Regions from separate parts of the Sus scrofa genome. Here region 2 is linked to region 1. Evidence: chromatin contacts called from public HiChIP or PLAC-seq data. All regions are on one chromosome and are shown on one strand. The core of a region is the stretch at or near the end of the contact, and the rest is flanking DNA. Distances in the headings are between cores, read along the strand shown. Region 1 holds the start of PGF (placenta growth factor). Region 2 holds the start of EIF2B2 (translation initiation factor eIF-2B subunit beta).

Evidence for each region. HiChIP or PLAC-seq counts read pairs in DNA pulled down with a chosen protein or histone mark.
Region 2: a contact with region 1 is called in an H3K27ac HiChIP or PLAC-seq map of skeletal muscle. The contact joins the promoter of EIF2B2 here to the promoter of PGF in region 1. A contact is called at or near these places in 9 of 47 Hi-C or Micro-C datasets (embryonic fibroblasts, epiblast stem cells, fetal skeletal muscle and 4 more) and 1 of 2 datasets of contacts at active chromatin or transcription factors (skeletal muscle).

Annotation. Positions count from the first base shown.
Region 1 is chr7:98,161,010-98,165,142 of Sscrofa11.1, forward strand. PGF (placenta growth factor) reads right to left here and starts at 1,775. Exons shown (of 6, transcript XM_003356751.4): 1 at 1,307-1,775; 2 at 90-132. The coding sequence starts at 1,381.
Region 2 is chr7:98,202,069-98,206,201 of Sscrofa11.1, forward strand. EIF2B2 (translation initiation factor eIF-2B subunit beta) reads left to right here and starts at 1,784. Exons shown (of 8, transcript XM_021099531.1): 1 at 1,784-2,014; 2 at 2,134-2,254; 3 at 2,412-2,560; 4 at 3,470-3,633. The coding sequence starts at 1,852.

The DNA.
Region 1 (4,133 bases), core at 525-3,024:
AGCCTCTGCAGAGGCCTGGGGGATGAGGGCCCTGTGAGCTTGTGTACCAACCACTCCCCCCCATGCACCTTCCACCCCAGCAGGCTTACCTTCCACCTCCGATGAGCTGTTCCCAGCAGACAAGGCCCACTGCTGCGGACAGAAAGGTGCAGAGATGAGGGGACCACCTTGGCTGCACACTGGGGCCCAGTGGAAGAGCATAGAGGCTCCTCTGTGCCGCTTCCCACCCGCTGCCCCCACTCTCCATCCCATCTCGGAGCTGGCTCCTCCGGGTGGGTCCTACCGCTGTCTCTGGCCTCAGTTTCCTCATCTGCAAAGGCTAGGAGGCCGGAAGCTTTTGGAGACACTTTGCCTGCTGTGTCCCAAAGATCTCGGGATTCTTTGGGGTCTCCCTTCTACCCCGCCCCCAGGCAGCCCTGCTGGGCCCTGTGCAGCCTGCCTTGGCTGGGTGCCAGAGCCCAGGGGGCGGTGATCAGCTGGTGGGAGCCGAGGCGCTGGAGCCGGTGGCGCCATGAGCCAGTGTGCCGGTAAAGTTACACCTCTGACCAGCCCTGCAGCAGGCAGGCGGGAGGCGGTGGTAGGGCTCTTCCGCCCCCGAGGGACAGCCCGGCCCACCCACTTCTGGGCTGGGGCTGGGGACTCCCAGGGCAGCAGGACATCACAGTGGGAAGGGAGCTCATTGGCTTTGTCAGGATTTCACTGCCCAAGCTGGCTCATGGCCAGACTCACCCAGCTCCTGGGAAAAGGGCCCTGCTCACTTCCCCAGGCCCTGCACTCAGGACCTCCGGCTGCCCACCCGGGAAAGAGGGCACAGTGGGACCCTTGTCTCGCCCCCAGCCCACCCAGGAGTCCTGGGCTCAACCCAGAGCCCTGGTGGGGCAGGGCCCAGCTTTCCCACCACTGGCCTCTTCAGTCAGCTTCCTCTCCATCAGGCCAGGTCAGAGGTCCTGGGGGCGCCTGCCTGGTCATGGGGCCTCGACCCTGACCACAAGGCCAGGGACCCGCCTGGGATTAGTGGAGAGATGCTTTTAGCAAAGCCACCAGGGCTCCAGGGGCCAGACAGGAAACCTCCCTCCCTTCCCTGTGGCTTCCCTGCCCCCGCCAAGACAGACCCCAAAGCTGGAGTCTGAGACAGCGCAGCCTGAGGTCTCTTCCCAGGGGACACGGTCCAGCCTGGCTCCTAGGAAGGGTATGGACATCCCTGGAGGTGCCGCTCCCGGGAGAGGGTCTGCGATTTCAGAGTCCCCTGTTCCCAGTACTGGGAGTGGGAAGATCAGGGAAGCCAGGCTGGGGATGGGGGTCTTACCTGGGGGGGCACAGCCGGCAGTGCCAGCCCAGCCAGAAGCTGCAGGAAGCAAGTGAAGAGCCTCATGGCAGGCATCTGCTCAGACGTACCAAGCCAGGGGGCTCCAAGGGAAAACCACCATGCTCTTCCCCCCGGGGAGGCCCCCGGCCCAAGAGGACAGGAGCTGAATGGGGGGCTGGGTGCCCCCTCACTGCTGCCCCGAGGTCCCCGTCGGTGGGCTGAGCATCCTCTGGAAGCCCTGAGGATTCTGGAGCCCGTAGGTAAGGCTGCGGCTGGGGAACCTGACGCGGAGCGCCGGGCAAGGCCGGGCGGTGTGGGGCAGGCGAGTCCCTGGGGAGGGTCCGTCGGGCGCCCAGCGCGACCCCAGATCCTCTCGTAGCTGGCCCGCGAAGATGCAGTTTCCTCCTCAGACAGCAGCTCCCTTCTGGGACTGAAGCTTGTCGGCGGCTGGGTTTCAGGGGCCGCGAATGGGGCGGGGCTGCAGGCCCGCCCCGCCCACCGCCCAGACCCAAGTCCCTGGGAGCCGCCGAACGGAGCGCCGAGCGGAGCCTGCGGGCTGCCGCCGGGCGGGGAGAACCTGAGCGCGGCCGGCCCGCAGTGCGTGGAAGGGGCGCTCCCGACGCGGACCTCCTGGCTGCCGGAGCCTGCTGCCCGGGGCGCCGGCTGACCCGGGCAGCACCCAGTGCGGGCCGCGGAGAGGGCTCCGCGGCTCCGCTCCCGCGCTTCCAGGCCGGCCACCTTGCATGGGGGGCAGCCAGGTGTGGAGCCCACGCCTGCCAACAGGGCTCCTGACGTTAGCGGATTCTGCGGAGACTGCAGACCCAGCCTCCCCAGGGCAGCAGCGATTTGGTCTGGCCCTTCCCGTGCCACCTTATGCCATCCCCATAATCCTCAAGGGCGAAAGAATTAGAAACCCTATTTTACAGATGAAGAAACTGACGTTCTGAGAGGGCCTCTGCCTGGTGCACATTTATGTGTACTCTTGAAAAGTGTGTGTGTGTGTGTGCGCACGTGTGTGTGACTAATGGAGACAAAACCCAAGGCATGTGGCTGTCTCTTCAGCCCATCCACCATCCTCCTAGCCGTGCACTTGGACCGCCCGCAGCCCAGCTGCGGGCACCTGGCGGAGGCTTCGGCACCATTTCCTCTTGTGGGAAGCCAGTTTCCCAGGCCCTGCCTGCAAGCCTGCCACATGTGGGTTGGAGTGTGGCCTAGAGCAGCATTTCCTCCTGGTCCCAGGAGGAGGAGGAAGTGCTCCAAGGCTGCGGGGTCTGCCGACAGGGGTCTGGGTGCGCGAACGCGCGTCTCTGTGCATGTGTGAGGGCATTGATGTGTAGCCGTGGCGATCCATGCGTGCTGTCCGCCTCTGTGTTGTCTGAGTGTCTGTGTGCCTCTGCTGTGTGTGCAAATGTCGCCTGTGTGAGGGTCTTGGTATCTCTGTATGCCTGTGTGATTACATATGTATGTGTCCGCTTTTTTCTGCTGTGTTTGGAAGTGTGTCTGAATGTGCATTTCGGTGGGCCGGTGAGTTTGTATGCCTGCCTGTGCCTTTGTGTGTGTCTTTGTGTGTGAGTAGCTCAGCCGGCTTCTGTGTGTGCCTGCACATCTCTCCGTGTATTCGTGTGTGCCTTCCATGATCCTGGAGCGTCATTCATCCCCATCACCACCCCCTCGCCACAGTTTTCTGGCTACAAGAACCTGGCAGGATTCCGGGTCATGGGTTGGCCTGGGCCTGGGGCTGGTGGGTGGCTCTGGGAGAGGAGGGAGGCCTGAGAGGCAGTCCCTACAGCTCACATTCCAGCCAGGAAAACGGAGGCCAGGGCAGCCCCGGCTCTCACCCCAGTGACCTCTGAGTCTGCTGCCTGCCCGCCCACCCACGCGGGGCTGCTGGGCTGCCGGAGGCACTGCCTCCTGCCTGGCGGGCCCCAAGCCCGGAGGTCCAGCAGCCCGGAGCCAGTCACCAGCCAGCTAAGTGGGGGTACAAAGAACTTTCTGACAAGCTCCAGCATGCTAGGGCTCAGGGAACAGACAGATTCCTTCCTGGGCCCAAGGTCTTGGTGGAGGATATCTGGGCATCACTGTGCACGTGTATGGGGGTGAGTAGGTGTGTGTTTGTGCATATCTGGACCAGGGATGCTTGCCCGCAATATCTGCATATACATATGCAAGTGTTTTGGTGTGTCTTTCTTTTGGATTTGGATTTGTGAATGTGGGCATGGGTGTGTTTTGTGCATGCGTGTGTGTATTTAGGGATCTGTATTGCATATGCTTGTCTATGACTCAGTGCTTTGAGCACCTCTGCTGGGCACCTTTGCCTATAACTGTGCATGTATAAGAGTGCTGAACTGTGCACGTGTGTGTGTGTATGTGTGTGTGTGTGTGTGTGTGTGTTTGTATTCATTCATTTGCTCTTTCATTCAGCTTGTATTGCTTCGGGCCTACTATGCTCCGGGCACCTGGCAGGTGGTGTAGAGGTTCCCTTGAAGTTTATGGGGGTGGGGCGGGGGGTGGGGGAGGTACTGATGGCTAGGGATGCTGGAGTTCCCTTTCTACTCTCCAGGGTGAGCTCCACGCCTGGGCAGCATCTGGAGTTCCTGCAAGCGCACCTCGGTCTTCTTGTCACTAAACCGGAGACCATGTTCTTCTAAACCTGGCTTCTTGGGCTGTGAGATGAATTGGTGTGGGGGCAGGGGGGACCAGTCAGACTTCCAAATGCCCATGGGTCAGAGAGAGGTTCCCTCTTGCTTCCAGGCCAGGGCAGGGTGCTGGGGGCTCTGCTCCCCTGGACAGTTGTCCTTCCTAGCTGTATTACTTCCAGTAACTTCTT
Region 2 (4,133 bases), core at 534-3,033, 41 kb after region 1:
TGCCACATCCACACAGGATCCGAGCCGCGTCTGTGACCTACACCAGAGCTCATAGCAACATCAGATCCTTAAACCAGAACCCACTGATCGAGGCCAGGGGTCAAACCTGAAACCTCATGGTTCCTAGTGGGATTCATTTCCACTGAGCCACGGGAACTCCAAATCTTTGGGATTTTTAAAATGTAGACAATGATGTTTTCTGTGAATATAAGGACAGTTTTCTTTCCAGTCTGTATGTTCTAAAATTTTCTTTTTCTTGCCTCATTGAACTGGCTAGAACTTTGAGTATAATGTTAAATAGGAGCAGTGAGAGTGAACATTCTTGCCTTGTTCCTTGATCGTAGAGAGAGAAAGCAGTCTTTCTCCACAGAGTATGATGTTAGGAGTAGGATTCTACAGGCGCCCTTACCATACTAAAAAAACTTCCCTTCTATTCCTAGTTTTCTGAGGTTTGTTTTTGTTTTAAATTCTGTTGAATGTTTTCAAATGTTTCTTGTATCAATTGATATGATCATGTGATTTTACTTTTTAGAAATGTTAATAGTTTCTCAAATTGATTTTCAAATATTGAAACAGCTTTGCATTCCAGGTTTAAATTCTACTTGATAATTATACATCAATCTTTTATGTATTGATGGATCTGGTTTGCTAATAATTTGTTGCAGATCTTTGTATCTGCATTCATGACGGACATTGGTCTGTAATTTTCTTTTGTTGTACTATCTTTCTCTGATTTTTGTCTGGATATATTTTTTGGGAGGGCAATTTGTCACTGTAACAAACGTCTTAGAAATGTGTGTGTCTGTGATGATCACTGTACAACTGTAAATGTAATAAAATTCATTAATTAAAAAAAGAAATGTGTGTGCCTAAGGATTCTACTTCTAAGAATTTAAGGAAATAACTGGCGATTCTCATTATACACAGACTTTAGGTTGGGATACACCTGGATTTAAATACGAACACATTCTCTTACTAATCACTTAAATTCTGTGGGTCTGTTCCTAACCTGTAAAATGAGGATAAGAGGACCTACCTCACAGAGAGGCATTAGATGAGACAATTCACAGTGTCCAACATCTAACTAGCTTTAGAGCCACCTAGTAAATAGTGGCTCTTGGTGTTATGTTATACCCTCCAGCCTCTGTAGTCTGTCCAGACAGAAGGACATTATTTTTGTTCCCAAATTGGCTCCCACTTTGAATCTTCTTATTGGTGGGTATTCGATCTCCTCATCCCTAATTACTGCCTTGTATAAGGCGCGCTTGACGTTTGGAATGCACAGGCAATAGATTCAGGGAGCTGAATCTATTCAAGAGACACAGGGGCGAAGGAACCAGTATCATGTCATACATACAACAGCATTATAATGGAGCGTCTGCCCGAGGGGAAGAGAGCCCTGGACGCGCCTCTGAGCGTCTGTGTCAGGAGGCTGGGAGGTCGCTGGAGCTGAGGGAGCGGAAAAGAGGGCGGCAACTTTTCCAGAGTAGCCTCGGGTCGTGGTGCTGGACGCACAGACTGGCTGTTTCCACAGCAACGGGACTAGCTACCCTCTCGGGAGGCCTCACGGGTCAGCCTTGCTCAGCGTCTAAGGAACCGGGAAAAGCCACTTCCGTTCCTTCAACCTCCCAAGAGCGCGGACGCTTGGCTGTAACCGAATAAATCAAGCTCCAAGTCTCTGATTGGCTCAGGCAGGTGAAGTGGGCGGAGGTGGCAGCGAGGGGCGTGGTCCTGCAGTCTCCCACGCCAGAGTTAGTCCCTCAAAGCGGAAGTCGACCTCTTCTGCCCCGGAAGTGCAAGTTCGGAGGTCTTGCAGGTGGGGATTCCGCCGGCAAGGCGGCTGCTTTCGAGATGCCAGGGGCTGCCGCCAAGAGCTCGGAGTTGTCCGAGAGGATCGAGAGTTTCGTGGAGGCACTGAAACGGGGCAGCGGGCGGCACAGCTCTGAGGACATGGCCCGGGAGACCCTGGGACTGCTGCGCCGGATCATCACGGACTACCGCTGGAGCAACGCAGGTGAGGCAGACCTAGCTCCATCGCCTCCCTCGCACCTTTCTGTTCCCGATCCCCCGGCGGAAGGTCTCCTTGGTCCCACCACATGCTTGCCTCGTTCACCCTCTCTCTTTGGACTGCAGGGGAGCTGATGGAACTGATCCGCAGAGAAGGCCGGAGGATGACGGCCGCGCAGCCCTCAGAGACCACCGTGGGCAACATGGTGCGGAGAGTGCTCAGGATCATCCGGGAGGAGTATGGCAGGTCAGGCCCGCGTCCTGGGCTGGGGTTGGTCCCAGTAACGCTTTTTGCACGGGCCCCTCTCCTTGCTTGGAGCCTTTGTTGGAGCGGAGCAGCTGTTGTTACCTAAACGATCACACCTCTTCCCCACCTTCCTCTTTGGGTCTTGTTGCCTCCATAGACTCCATGGACGCAGCGACGAAAGAGATCAGCAGGAGTCCCTGCACAAACTCTTGACGTCCGGGGGCCTGAGCGAGGATTTCCGCTCTCATTATGCTGAACTCCAGTCCAACATCATTGAGGCAATTAATGAGCTGCTTGTGGAACTGGGTGAGTCCTGATCCCTACATGGACAGGACAGGTTGCAGACAAATGAGGGAACAAAAGACCCCGGAAGCTGTTCATCAGCAGAGGTGGGAGATAACCAGTCTTCTGATTCTCAGAAGTTTGCTCTCATCCTGGTTAGGAAGGGTTGGAGCTGGTGGCAGGACTGAGATAACCTTTTATACACTTCCTTACCATCTAACCCTTTATTGGCTGCAAATCCACTGTAGCAGAGACTCAATTTGGGAAGAGCTTTATTTTTATTTTAAAGAAAATGAACCCCCTAAAACCACAGTTGATAGACCCTCCTTCACTAAACGTGCTCTTGAATTTTTACACGTATACACATACATACAGGCCACCTCCATCCCCCTGTTTTCGCGACCCAGGATAACTGCAGATATTCATTACAATCAGCGTTCCCAGGGGAGGACCGAGCCGGGTCTGTTTGTGCATTGAGCTGCTGCTTCCAAATTCCTCTCCTGTTTTTCTTCTGTGGCTTTCCTTTCAGGTGGGCCATCTTTTGGAGGAGGAGTTCTTTTGGGGGGAAGCTCTATTCACTCTCAGCACTTCAGAATTTCCAATTAGGACCATTTCTTGCCTAAATACATCCTCTTCAAAGTCAGTTGCAAAGAAAGGGCTGGTGTTAGGGTGAGGCAGGAGTGAGGGGAGTAAGTGGTTGAGTAGGAGGACTGCCCGGCAAGACAAAAGGCTGAGCCCTTAGGAGGCAGAAGATCCTGAAGATCGGGGCTTTTAAGAAAGTGTGACATTTCGTATTAAGTCCATCGACCTTGTGTTCCCAGGGTCTGCTCGGTGGGAAATCTATGAAGGGCACACATCCCTGTGTTCTGTCATGTCTGTCCATGTTGTAGCAAGGCAGTCTCATATTTTCCTTGCAAAACTGGCTTCTTGCAGAAGGGACAACCGAGAACATTGCAGCCCAGGCCCTGGAACACATCCACTCCAATGAGGTGATCATGACCATTGGCTTCTCCCGAACAGTAGAGGCCTTCCTCAAAGAGGCAGCCCGAAAGAGGAAATTCCATGTCATTGTGGCAGAGTGTGCTCCTTTCTGTCAGGTATGGGGACTGCTGGAGTTGCTAAGAAAAATGTAAAATAAGGAGGGAATAAAGGAGGGGCCGGTGGGCTTTGAATCTTTGAATTGATAAGCAAGATGTAAATTGAGAAGAAAGAGTAAAACATTTAAGGGAATTTTCAAGTTGTTCATCCTGTGAACATTCTTAAACATTGGCTTAAGAAAGTTGGGTGGGAGTTCCCTGGTGGTGCAGTGGATTCAGGATCTGATGTTGTCACTGCTGTGGTTTGGATCACTGCTGTGGCGAGGGTTCAATCCCTGACCCAGGAACTTCCCCATGCTGTGGGTATAGGCAAAAAAAGAAGAAAGAAAGTTGGGTGAACTGCTAGGCCCAAGGAAAGATAAATATTGATTCTTTTATGAATCAGAATAGGGTAAATTACCTTGGGGATGACTGATTCTTGGTCTGACTTCATTCAATTTTTAGGTTAATAATAGTTCTCAAAAAAGGAAATATGTAAGGGTGCAGGACATTGTACAATA